Regions from separate parts of the Rattus norvegicus genome. Here region 2 is linked to region 1. The links are chromatin contacts, called in public Hi-C maps. All regions are on one chromosome and are shown on one strand. Each heading gives the region's core, a stretch centred on a gene start, on an enhancer-like site or on the middle of the called end of the contact. The rest is flanking DNA. Distances are from core to core; before and after follow the strand shown.

What was found. Hi-C and Micro-C count contacts between places; a contact is called where the count stands out from the background.
Region 2: a contact with region 1 is called in a Hi-C map of frontal cortex, with 3 times the contacts expected there. The contact joins the promoter of Tob1 here to the promoter of Ebln1 in region 1. A contact is called at or near these places in 2 of 12 Hi-C or Micro-C datasets (frontal cortex and hepatocytes).

What each region holds. Positions count from the first base shown.
Region 1 is chr10:79,430,740-79,437,327 of GRCr8, forward strand. It overlaps Ebln1 (endogenous Bornavirus like nucleoprotein 1), which reads left to right and starts at 4,808. Exons shown (of 5, transcript XM_039087860.1): 1 at 4,808-5,899; 2 at 5,901-6,104; 3 at 6,276-6,313; 4 at 6,316-6,429; 5 at 6,432-6,588. The coding sequence starts at 5,877.
Region 2 is chr10:79,658,391-79,665,332 of GRCr8, forward strand. It overlaps Tob1 (transducer of ErbB-2.1), which reads left to right and starts at 1,603. Exons shown (of 1, transcript NM_133317.2): 1 at 1,603-3,641. The coding sequence starts at 1,753. The coding sequence ends at 2,853.

The DNA.
Region 1 (6,588 bases), core at 3,558-6,057:
TGCCCTTAAGCTTTGGATGATCCTCCTGCCTCTGCCTCTGCCTCTCAAATGCAGGGGTTATAGGTAGGAGCTGATGCATTTGCATTTTGGAGTAAGATCTTAAAGTTCACATAGTCCAGCTCCCATTTTATGACACTGGGCCATATCCTTAATGTGTTGTTCTTGCTACTCTTTATTATTGTTTGTATTTCCTGTGATTGGTCATTTTGCATGCATATCTGTCTGTACACCATGTGCATGCCTGGAGCTGGAAGGCAGCTGCAGATCCCCTGGAACTGGAGTTACAGTTTTGAACCTCTATCTGGACGCTGGGAACTGACCCCTATCTTCTGGAAAAGCAGCTGGTGCTCCTAACCGCTGAGCCATCTCTCTAGCCATTCGTGAACAGCTAGAAGTGTGAGACCCCAGTATACCTCGAGTTCCCATGGCTGTTTTTAAACAATTCTTTTCTTTCTCTTCTCTTTTTCTCCTCGTTGTTTTGAGACACAGTCTTCTTATATAGCTCATGCTGGCTTAGAATTCAATAATTTAGTCCTGGTTGATCTCAAAGTCATGATCCTCCTGCTTCAGTCGCCTTCATGATTAAAATTACAAGCCTGTGCCCTCCAGAGAGAACATGTTCTTTCCTTGCATATAAAATTCTTGTTTCGTTAGAAGGGATATCTGCAGGGATGAATCTTCCTTGTTCCAACCCACGGTCTCATGTTCAATGAGATATCGTTTTGGACTTAAGGACTTGAAAGTAGTACTCACTCCTAAAAGAGGAACTTGGAAGCTTAGTGTGTGGGTGTGTAGGTGTGTGTGTCTCCCTGCTGGTCTGGGACTTGGTATGTAGACCAGGCTGGCCTCAAACTCACAGAGATCCACCTGTCTCTGACTCCTGGGTGCTGGAATTAAATGCATCTGCCAAAACGCCTGCCACTGTGTCCAGCGTGTCGAGCACTTTTACCTGGGCCTTTGACTTGGGAACTTGAAGTGATAGAAGTGTGTAATGGAGCTCTGAACTGACTGTCACTAGATCAGGACACTGGTTCCAACATGACCATAAACTTCAGATGGTTCCCTCATTGTAAAATGATGGGCTTGGGTGCCACTCGGTGCTGACTGACAAACCTCAGAAGGCTGAAATCTCTCATAGAGCAAGAAGTAACTGTCCTGCAGAGAGCTGCTGGCCCTCTGGGAAAACGCCAAGGCAAAGGAAGACAGTGGAAGCTGCAGCCTCTCTGCTGTCCCTTGTTAGACTAAGCTAGGTAGTGAGTGTTTCTTCCCTGCTTCTGATGTGTGGGGCTGTGGATTGGCAAATGGAGAGGACGCTTAGGTTTTCATCTGGCTCTGTTGTCCCTGCTAAAAATAAGCCACGGGTGCCAGACAAGCTGAGTCATTTTCATACATGGCTACGTGGAGGAAAAGTGACAAAGGTCACCAAGGACTATTTCCTTTCTGACCGGACACCACCCTCGTTCCAATCAGCCCCTCTTTTTTCTGTTTTCTTTTTCTTCCAGATAAGCTGTATATCTTAAATAGAAACTGTTTCGACAGCACAGTATTGTGATTTCGTTTGCTCACATCCTGTTTCTGCTTAGGGACTGACCTCGTCTTAGATTTCATTTCTTCATTTCTTTGGTTTTTCCTTTTTTGAGGAATAGAAGTTGATTCTCACTTTTGTAACTGCCCTTTACGATGTGTAGACCGGTTTCATAAGTAGTCATCCCCCTGGTGATGTGGCAACAAGAGGACAGGTTCTAGCTAGCTGACTAGTGTTCTGTCTTCCTTCTCCCCTCCTCCAAACAGAATCTTACTCTGCAGCTCAGAGCTCAGGCTGTACTGGAACTCACTGGGTAGCCTAGGCTGGCTTCTCACTTATGCTAACTTTCTACCTCAGCCTCTGGAGTGGTGGGATTACAGGAGTGAGCAACCGTGCCTGGTAGAAGTTAACCCTTAACAAGAATGGATCTTCAAGGTCATCCCCATGAAATCTGCTTAAAGAATGTTGGGGGGGGCAGATGCAGCTCAGGGGCACTTAGTATGTCCAGGGCACTGCCAACAACAGCAACAAGCCTTTCAAAAGAAAAAGCCATGGAACACTGAAAAAATATTCTTGACACTTTTCAAGAGGCCAGCATTCCATAACCAACTGCCTCTCCAAACATGTTACGGTTCGTATGGAGTGATGAGTCACTCGGCCTTGTACACAGCTATACCAGCAGGCCTGAGCCCTGAGAGCTCTCTTTCTCTTTCAGTGACGTTCTCTCTTTTCCTAGGTGGGAAAACATGTGTGTGAAACAAGAAAAACTCAGTGTCAGACAGAAATAACTGTAGCCATGTCCTAAGTCTGGCTACACAACTGCACTGGTGATTCCAGCGTTCCCTGATTATAACCATTGTGCTTAGGAAGAAACTCCTCCCTTCCTTCCCTCACCCACCCCCATCTCCTCCTCTTGCAGTTTCCACTATTTCTGAAAGGGTAAGGAATCTCTTGGAATGGAATTTCCTTCCCCTCAGGAATCAAAAGCAAACACTCCGAAGTCCACACTGACTTGTCCCCCCACCCCCACCCCACCCCCCGACAACTCTCGGTCTTTATGATCATCTCAGTCCTTGGCGGTTAGAGGTGAGTTCTGGGAATCAGAGTCTACTCTTGCCCATAAAATTAGGAACTCACTACCCCAGGCTCCTGTTACTGCTACTAAAAACATGTCAGAATTTTACTATTAATCTGTACGAGTTTGTGTGTTGCGTATGATGTACCTTAAAGTGGACGCCAGCACGAGTGCGGCCCTGTACAAATGTGGATAGAGGTCAGAGGACAACTTTCTGAAGTCAACCGTCCACTCTGGTTTCCAGGAGTCAAACTCAGGTCGTTAGACTTGCCTGGCAGGAGCTTTATGTGCCCAGCTATCCTAACAGTCCATTTATTTTTACTTCAAGAATTTTTAACATTTTGTTTGATTTGAGACAGGGACTCTGATAGGTTTTTCTCTGCCAGTGAAATGAGCCAATTCACATCAGATTAACACACAAGCACACACGCACTTGGGTTTATTGAGAAGCTGGTCTCCTCTAGGCGAGTTCAATGGCCCCGAGGAAGGAGGCCAGGGAAGTTGCCACAGGGAAGAAAAGAGGGGAGGATAATGATAGAGAAGCAGTGGAGACACAAAGAGAGGGAGAGAAGGAGAGAGGATATAGGGAAGAGTGTCTAGGAGAAGGGCGTCTGAGCACCTGGGCTGGGAAGATCAAGGTTGAGGGTGGGGTGTGCCAGGTAAGGACTGAGGGATGCTGGGAGAACCTGGAGGCCAGGTCTGCTTTGGTATGTAAAATAAGCACATAAGCCCCCTGTCCATGGGTCTGAAACCAAATACCCCAGCCTTTTCTTGATAGTAAATAAGGGGTAAAGTAGTTGTCTGTGACTACTTCCCGCTGACAATAGGGTGTCATTACTGGGGGGTGGGGGAGCAAAAGCTGGAATGTTGGCCAAGTCCAGGAAGAGCTGGTTGTTTCACTGCTGTCCAGGCTGTGAGACTGCCTAGAGGTAGGAGTGTGTAGGCCTGGCTGAAGCAGTCTGTGAGGCTGGGCCAGAGCTCCTGTGGGTAACTGCTTTGAGCTGTCCTGAATGCAGGCTCTGAGTAAACACCTGGACTTGGCAGGATGCTGGAACAGATGTGTGTGTGTGTGTGTGTGTGTGTGTGTGTGTGTGTGTGTGTGTGTGTGTCTGTGTGTCTGTGTGTCTGTGTCTGTGTCTGTGTCTGTGTCAGGGGCAGAAGATAAAAGTTAAGGAGTTTTTGGACAAAAAATCTTTTCTTGGTTGTACATTTGAAACTTCTAGGCTTATGGTCTTGATACTTGGAGGAGGTGAAGGTGTGGGGCTGGTGGGTGTTCCAGGGAAAGGGGAATAGATCTTACTCTTAGAAATAGGCAGGTGAGGGGTTGGGGATTTAGCTCAGTGGTAGAGCGCTTGCCTAGCAAGCGCAAGGCCCTGGGTTCGGTCCCCAGCTCCGAAAAAAAGAAAAGAAAAGAAAAAAAAAAAAGAAATAGGCAGGTGAGAGGGAAACTGTTGATTGACAGTACTCGTCTGGAGTCCATTTGACCTGTGAGGGGTGGATGCAAATGGATTCCCTGAAGCTTATAAGAATCTTTTTTAAGTTTACAAAATGATAAATATTTTCAATTACTTTCCTATCACTCTCAAAGTTTTTTTCATATCCTCTAACCTTCATAACCTCCATTGACCAACCTCAAAACACCTTCCTAGACCCTTAAATACTTTCTTAGAAGTTTTCACATCCTCAGACCTTACATAAATTTTAAATCTTTTCCTATCCAAACTATGTTTCACTATGTGGTCCTGGCAGGTCTGTTAGGTCCCAAAGAAACCTGGATCGAGTCTCAGTACCTGTGGCTCCTCCTAGCACTTTTAACCCCTCCGCTCCCCTAAAGTTCTCCAACTAAAGCTCTCCATCTTCACTTTGTTTCTTTTCCTACAGTTTCTTTGATTTCCACATAACCAAGCCATTTTGATTTTGCACTTGTTTTTCTGGTCTCCTGGCTGGCTCTTGGTTCTCCTCTCTTAGTTCACTTCCCCCTTCTCTCTTGTCTTTCCCCTCTCTCTCTCTCCCTGCCTTTCCTCTCAAGGCCCTTACAGCCCAGTTCAGTCTGGATCATTCCAGATGCCTCTGGCTGTCCTCTCCCTCCTGTCCAGTGTAAAACCTTTTCCTCAACCATACCTAGGGGCGGTCATGCTCTCATTTTTTTGGGGGGGGCAACAGATCCCATTACAGATGGTTGTGAGCCACCGTGTGGGTGCTGGGAATTGAACTCAGGACCTCTGGAAGAGCAGTCGGTGCTCTTAACCACTGAGCCATCTCTCCAGTCTCCTTATTTTCGTTCATAGTCCAGTCTGGCCTTGAACTGCAGAGATCCTCCTTACTCTGCCTCACGAGCGCTGGAACAAAGGTGTATACTACAACTAGATGCTTTATTGCTTTTTAATAGAGGAAGTGAAAGGGTGACAGTCATTTGTAACTGCAGCGCCCTGTTGTAGTCCAGTAACAGCTCTGCTCAGTTGGTGATGATGCTCAGTTCACTCCCGTCTGGCAGAGATTGACAAATGGGGAATCTTTTGGTTCTGGTGTTCTATCATGGCAATGTCTGTCTCCTTGTTCAGCTTCACCAGAGACACAAATTATAGTCTGGAGTGTGTGGGTGCCCAGTACATGAGCTTGCTCATATTTGATCACGTATGGAGTAATGGAAGGGATCTCAATGCTCTCTTGACCTTCCTCCCCCGCATTTTCCAAGTCATCTAGTCTTACATCCTCCTGCACACAGTCAAAGTCACATCATCATAGGAGAGAAAGGAGAGAGTGCAGACAGACAGGGATCGTTGAACCTAAATTCTTTCTTCTTTCTTTATTGAGCACAACCACTAACAAATTGCAACCAACACTCCCTGAACGATCAACAACCACCAAACCAACCTATTGGGCCTCTAGTATTTATCTAACCTCTGAAAAAATCCTGGAATTCCAAATATCACATAACGGCAGAAACTGCTTGCAGCTGGCAAAATGGTGCCCTGATAGCGCATGAGGCAATCATAGCTTCAGCAAAGCAGTCTGAAGCAGCTCCATATCCCCACTCCTGGGGTTAAAATGAAAACATAAGAACATGCCCAAAGGTCAGAGAAAAGGAGAAAGCCAGACCCCGTTGAATTGCCTTCCTCTGGGGATGAGGTTGAACATACAGAGACTGAGCCAGTAGACATCGGATTCTCACTGGATTTCAAGTTGAGTAGTGACTGCAGAGAATATCCTGGAGATGCAACAGACCCTCACCCAGGAATCGGCAAGAGGAGGGAAACAGATATCGACACATTGTCTATGCTAAACCATGAGCACAGAGCAGTTTCATCCAGCCACTGGCAGCTTGATATTTATGTGCTACCTATTCCCAGGGATGTGGAGTCTCCTGCAGTGGCTGGAGTCTCTGAGCGATCATACCTCACAACACCAGTGCAGGATAAAGATGGCCCTTCTTATGAGACACCTGTGCCCCACCAGGAAGGTGTTAAGGAATGAGTTCTTGTATCTCTTGAAATGTCTTCCATAGTTGGTCACTTTTGTATACTTCTGATTAGACTTGTTATTGGATCATCTGGGAAGATTTGAAGTGGGTTGAAGCAAATCAAACACCAAGTTGCCGAGTTAAGACCCTCAGGTCACCTTGGGAAAACGAGGCCATGCTGAAGCTGAAACGCACCTCAACTCCTACCCGCCAAGTGCTGCCACTCATTGGCTCAACTCCCAGCCCTGGTTAGGTCCTTGCTGTTTGGATTCTTATCAATTAAATTCCGGTCCCCTTGAAAGGAGATCATGAACCAGACTTGGATGGAAGCATCATATGCCCAAATGACTACATACGTGCTGAACAAACAAATTTGGAACAGTGCATGGATGGAACAATTGCTCTATCGAAAGTTGCTTTTGAGATTCTACCTTTCCTGTCTGTGGAGAAAATTTTCAAGAAGCACCTTAGTGAATGGTTTGAATTCATAGGTGCTCTCTGGCAAAATGACTCCATCAAACTTGTTCC
Region 2 (6,942 bases), core at 353-2,852, 220 kb after region 1:
AAGGGAATGGAGTGGCTCCGGGGACCGGGTCCCGAGGCTCGGCGGCCGGCCGGCAACCGGGAAGAGGGAGCACCCGGGGTGGGGGCAGCGGCGCCCAGGCAGGGGGAGGGAGCGCCGGGATACAGGGATCGGGCCGGGACCGGTGCTCCGGGATGCTGGCTAGGTCCCAGGAGCCTCGAGCGGGGAGCAGAGGGGGGGACGGCAGGGTCAGGTTACGGCGGGGGAGGGGAAGGCAGGGCGGCCCGCCCCGCGACCTGCCGGTGCCCGGGGCCGCGTCCCTGGGGTGGCTAGAGAGCCTACTCTCCTTTTCCCCCGGCCGAGCTCCTCCTCCCGGAGCAAGGCTAGTAGTCTTCCTCCTCTTCCTCCTCCTCCTCCACCACCACCTCCGGCTGTTGCTGCTGCTATAGCGCTCGGGCTCCCGGCGCTGTGAGCAGAAATCTAATGAGACCCAACTGGCTGTTTATGTAATTCTTCACAGTCCTATGTTAAGGCGTTGCTTTAAAAACCACCTTCCACCCAGCCTGTCTGGGCTCGGCTGCACCTTTAAGCAATCCAGCTGAATCTGCTTTCTCTGCCTGCACTTGGGTTTCGGCTTGAAAAGTGTAGTTTGGGGGCTACAGGAAAGATTCTTTGCCCTTTGTCACCAAGAATATGGCAAATGGAACAGACAGATTAAGACCAGTTTGATTATTTTAAATGCCCTTTTTGATCAACCTCGTTGTACAAATAGCTCTCCCTTGGAAATACCTCTGTTTGCCCTTGATCTTTTCTTATCCCCACCCAGTGCTGATCCAGCAAACGTTTAAAGGTCGACCTTATCCCTCCAACCTCTCCAGGGACTGTCGTTTATCCGAAGAGGGAAGGAGATGGTTTTTTGAAAATTAGAACGAAACTCAGAAACTCTGCCCTTTAAACAGAGTAATCAATAAGAGTTTTAAGCTGCTTGTTTTTCTTATACTTGCAGCTGAGAGGAATTTCAGAATGTAGGAGGAGGCAGTACACAATAAAAAAAGAAAAAGGCTCCCAGAAGAGCAAGTTGTGTGAAAACCCTTGGCATGGTTAAATGTAGAGGGGATAATTTGGTTTCATTTACCAAGGTAACAGTCCATTTAGTACCTTTAATTTTTGTACCATACACTTTGAAAATTCAGAATATTTTTGTAACTTAATAACATTTCCCAATATTTAACATAAAGCAGATTTAAATGTGATGTTTCCAAAAGGAACTCGGGAGTCACTTCTAAAATGGTGACCAGCAAGGAAACTAGTGACCAACTTGTACAAGTGGAGTGTGGGGGGGTGGATGAGTGTGCAGTACCCGTTAGTAAACACTAGAAAGACAGGATACATACTCTGGAGGTTCCCTAAGTCCTGCTCCCAAACGGTGTGTAATCGCTTAGAGTGCTGTTTTAACTATAAACCTGTCTTGAACTTTAGCAAGAGATTGTTTTGTGGTCTGTTCCTTTATTCTGTAGCGGTATTTTCCAGTCTTTCTAGCCCAGTAGACACTTTCAAAAATAAAACTGCTTCAGGTAAAAAGCTTTTGGAGCTAGTCCATTGAGCTCACTTGGATGTGTTTGCTTTTGTTTTGTTTTCTTAAAGGAACAAGACCACGGAAGGTTGAAGGATAATCTTCTAGTACCAGCACTTTGAATGAGAATTTGTTTCTCTGCCACAAACTGATTTTTTTTTTAAATTTTATTTTTCTGGTGGAGGAGTTGAAACAAACCTACCTTTTGTGGCATCGCAGCTATGCAGCTTGAAATTCAAGTAGCACTAAATTTTATTATTTCCTATTTGTACAATAAGCTTCCCAGGAGACGTGTCAACATTTTTGGTGAAGAACTTGAAAGACTTCTTAAACAGAAATATGAAGGGCATTGGTATCCTGAGAAGCCATACAAAGGCTCAGGGTTTAGATGCATACACGTAGGGGAGAAGGTGGACCCGGTGATCGAGCAAGCGTCCAAAGAGAGTGGTCTGGACATTGACGATGTTCGTGGCAATCTGCCGCAGGATCTGAGCGTGTGGATCGACCCGTTTGAGGTTTCCTACCAAATCGGTGAGAAGGGACCAGTGAAGGTGCTGTACGTAGATGACAGTAATGAGAACGGGTGTGAGCTGGATAAGGAGATCAAGAACAGCTTTAACCCTGAGGCCCAGGTTTTCATGCCCATAAGCGACCCAGCCTCCTCTGTGTCCAGCTCGCCGTCGCCTCCCTTTGGCCATTCTGCTGCCGTCAGCCCCACCTTCATGCCCCGGTCCACTCAGCCTTTAACCTTTACCACTGCCACTTTTGCTGCCACCAAGTTTGGCTCCACCAAAATGAAGAACAGTGGCCGTAGCAGCAAGGTAGCACGCACTTCTCCCATCAGCCTGGGCCTGAATGTCAATGTGAACGACCTCCTGAAGCAGAAAGCCATCTCTTCCTCAATGCACTCTCTGTACGGGCTGGGCCTGGGCAGCCAGCAGCAGCCTCAGCCGCAGCCGCAGCAGCCGCCATCCCAGCCACCACCGCCGCCACCACCTCCACAGCAGCAGCAGCAGCAGCAGCAGCAGCAGCAGCAGCAGCAGCAACAGCAGCAGCAGCAGCCGCAGCAGCAAACCTCTGCTCTTTCTCCCAATGCCAAGGAATTTATTTTTCCTAACATGCAGGGTCAAGGTAGTAGTACCAATGGAATGTTCCCAGGTGACAGCCCCCTTAACCTCAGTCCCCTCCAGTACAGTAATGCCTTTGATGTGTTTGCGGCCTACGGAGGCCTCAACGAGAAGTCTTTCGTAGACGGCTTGAATTTTAGCTTAAATAACATTCAGTATTCTAACCAGCAGTTCCAGCCCGTAATGGCTAACTAAAAAAACAGGAAAAGAGAGAACATGTGTCGTACAAGTTAAAATGCATCGGCCCAAGGGGGACTTTTTTTTTTTTTTTTGCCTCCTTGAGATTTTTTTTTTAAGCTTATAGTAAGGATACATTCAAGCTTGGTCACAAAATAAAACATGCATCTTTTTTCATTTGCCAACCAAGCACAATGTTATTTTATACTGACTGTATATTTTAAAGTATACTTTCAGATATGGCCTCTTACAGTATTTAAGATATAGCAAGGACATGGCTGATTTTTTTTTATATATATATATAAAAAATTGGCACTAATAAGTGGGTTTATTGGTCTTTTCTAATTGTATAATTTAATTTAGTACAAAGTTTGTAAACTATCAGAGGATATATATATATATACATATATATATTGTTTCTACGACACGGTATTGCATTTCTATCTTTTTACTACAGTGATCTGTGGCAGCGGCTTCATGTTGTATTTTTTTTACTGAAATTGTAAAATATCCATCTTAAAGACATCAACTATTCTGAAAATTGTGTACAGGATATTCCTTTAGTGGTGGAATTAAAATGTACGAATATTTGCTTTTTCAAAAAAATGTATTTTCTGTTAAAGGTTTAAAGATTTTTGCTATATATTATGGAAGAAAATGTAATCGTAAATATTAATTTTGTACCTATATTGTGCAATACTTGAAAAAAAAACGGTATAAAAGTATTTTGAGTCAGTGTCTTACATGTTAAGAGGGACTGAAATAGTTTATATTAAGTTTGTATTAAAATTCTTTAAAATTAAAAATGCCTATCATGTGGTCTTTTGCTAAAAGCCTGTGCTCATGAAGAAGGAAGATGTGGCTCGCTGAGTCAGGGAGCAGTAATGGAAGGCAGGGCTCTGCCAGAGCATCGGTGGCGCTTGGTAGAGTGTTTGCCTCAAAAGCAGAAAGCCATGGGTTCAATCCCCAGCACCCTATGAATGTCAGTGGTACGTGCACACCTCTACTCCAGCATCCATCTAGGAGAGAGCCGTGGGGTAGGAGGACGTCGTGTAATCCCTCAGCATCTATTTAAATTGTGAGAAGGAAGTCAGGAAATGCTAGAAAACCCTTCACCTTTTACATTCAGCCATGGTCTGTAGCTAGAATTTAGGGTTAAACCCATGCACAGTTGGGAATGTTCATGTCTGTTTCTTTTCCCAGTAAAACATCTACATACTGTGATTTTGGGGGTGGGGGGATCATGGTATCCAACCTAGTTAGGGCCTTTAACGGATACTGATAATGCCTGAAATTATAGAATCTTAGGAGTTTTAAAAAATACTTAAGTTTTTGTTTTGTTTTGGCTGATGAGTTAAAACACCATCAAAATGGCAGATGTGTTGACAAATGCCTTTAATCCCAGCAGCACTTGAGGCAGACTTAGTTCCAGGCCAGCTGGAGCTAACATAAATAAGACCCTGCCTTTTAAAGCAGAACAAAACCTTTAAGACGAGTCATTTTACTGTTTAAATGTTTGCTGATATGTGATAGAATATTGGTGAAAACATTGCCTTGAACTGAACGGCTCAGCTTTTCTAGTAAGGCACCAGCACTGTCTGAGTTACAAGTGAAATGAGAGTTTTAGACACAAACCTACAAAAGCCTTTTGTCACCCAAGCTGTCTAGAGCAATAAAAGTTTTAAGGCAACAGGCACTGAAATAACAAGGAAGCTGCCCCTTGTACTCATGGTGAGGCCTTTGTCTCTTGGGCAGAATGAGGCTCTGAAGTACTAGAGTAGAGAGTGGAGCCTCACAGGTCATCCATTCTGAGCTTTTGGGATCACCGTTTGGATAGCAACAGTCAAGCACCAGGTGACACAAGTCCGTGAAGTTATCATAGCTTTAATTTGGAAGAAAAAGCTAGCATTAACACTTGTTCAAAACGTCAGGATAAGACAGCTGGCCAACAAAGACAAAAGGATTTGTGAAGACAACATGAATCCTTCAGCTCTTCGAGAAAGGTCATCTTGATACATTCGTGTTGATTTGAGACAGATTATATTTTATCTTGATTGGTTTCAGAAAAACCTGGTTTGGGCTTTTTTATAAGAGAATGATCAAAGGCCCTGTTTGTGTGCACTCCTGTTTTTTTCCCTCCCTACGAGTGGAAATTCTCTTAAAGGAACTTGTGTCTAACAGGTTTAGAAAAGCTTGAGTCTTAATCCCAGATCTGTTTTCTCCCCACTGTCATCTGCTTCGGGTCTTCTGAGGGAAGACTGTTTCACTTACAGTTTGAGAAGTTATATTCCTAGATGTAGCCCATCTTTTCGAGCTCCAGTAGGGATAGTTCTTGTACCAGCCTCTGCATGCTCAACCCTAGCATGCAACAAGCATTCTCCCTGGGGGTTGGGGGACTGGTGGTAGCTTCAGAGTTTAGTGCATCCACTGCCTAAGATCCATAAAAAAAAAAAAAAAAAAAAAACAAAAAACCAAACTTTTGTTTCTTTTTGAAGCAAGATCTTAAATAGTTCCATGCCTCCAATTCATTTTATAGCTGATGATCACCTTGAACCCCTGATCCTCCTGCCTCTACCTCCCAAGTGCTGCGATCACAGGTGACTCCCATCACACAAGGCACAGACCACCTGCAGTCAAGACACATCTGATGTGGCCAGCCACATTCCTTTGTTGGGATAAATTGATTTGCCTTTGGAAGGGAAAGCTAAAGTTACCCTGGAGTGGAAGATGTTTTTCTAAATGGTGTTAAGGTACCTCTATCTTAACAGAGATGTTAATGGAACCTTCAGGACTTGGGGTATTTAAAAATAAGTCTTTTATCCCAGCACTCAGGAGGCAGAGGAAGACTGATCTCTGAGTTTGAGGCCAGCAAGTTCCAGGATAGGGAGGACTACTCAGGGAAACCCTGTCTCAAATTAAAATAAAATAAAACAATAAAAAATAAAAATAAAGGGGTTGGGGATTTAGCTCAGTGGTAGAGCGCTTGCCTAGCAAGCGCAAGGCCCTGGGTTCGGTCCCCAGCTCCGAAAAAAAAGAAAAGAAAAAAAATAAAAATAAATAAAAATAAAAAGTCACTAGCATACAGTCATAGAAAACAAAATTTATTTCTTTGAACAGACTTAGAATGATGAAGTAAAATGTTGGTCGGAGACTTTCCTAAGTACTTGTTCCCTATCCAAACAAGCTGTCACAGGCATGAAATAGGAATTATATAGTTGTCACTTGGTATCCCTGAGGGATTGGCTTTAGGACCTCAGCGGATTCCAAAACCTGGGGATGCTCAAAGCCCTAATATAGACTGTGTGATATTTGCATATCTTCCATACACACTGTCCCATATACTTTAAACACTTTCTAGATTGTTTATAATATCGAACACAATGCAAATGCTATATAAATATGCTATATTGTTTAGGGAAAATGACTAAAGTATACGTACTGAATAAAGACAAAGGTCTTTCTGCTTGTAGGTGGTAAATTCATGGGTCCAAAAGCCACAGATAAAGAAGTCTTTCTACCCTTGGCTGGCTGGAATGTGTGCCTCTGACAGAAGCTGGGAACAGTGTAGGAACAGACGAGGAAAACATCCTCATAGAAGACTGCACGAAATTGTCACTGCGGAGGAAGAGCCAGGACATTGTTCAGTGTGCTGGGAGGTCACCTGAGATCAGATTTCTTTAGTTTCTGTAGCGTACTTGGAAAGTCTTTTCCTCTTTTGGAAAGATCTAGAATCGATATCTGCGCACGCAATTGGAAAAGTCAAGCACTTGTGATTGTTGAAGGCAGTTTGAAAAACCTTATAAATGATCCAGTTACATACTTCGATAGTATTTTCTGTGTGCCAAGCACCATTCTAACCCAGTTTAGGAACCACGTGGGGTGGGGGTGGGGAAGAGATTGAAGTACAAAAAGCTTAGCCCGGGATTGCGTGGCTAGTGAGTGACACACTTAGGACTCAGACTCAGTGGTCATGGCAGGGTTCATGCCCTTACATACTAAGTCATATTCCCTCAGATTCCTTGAAACTGGTATTTGAAGTCAAGAGAATAAACCTGTTTTTGATGTACTAGACACATGACTTGTTAAAGTTCTTACAAAAGTGTTAGT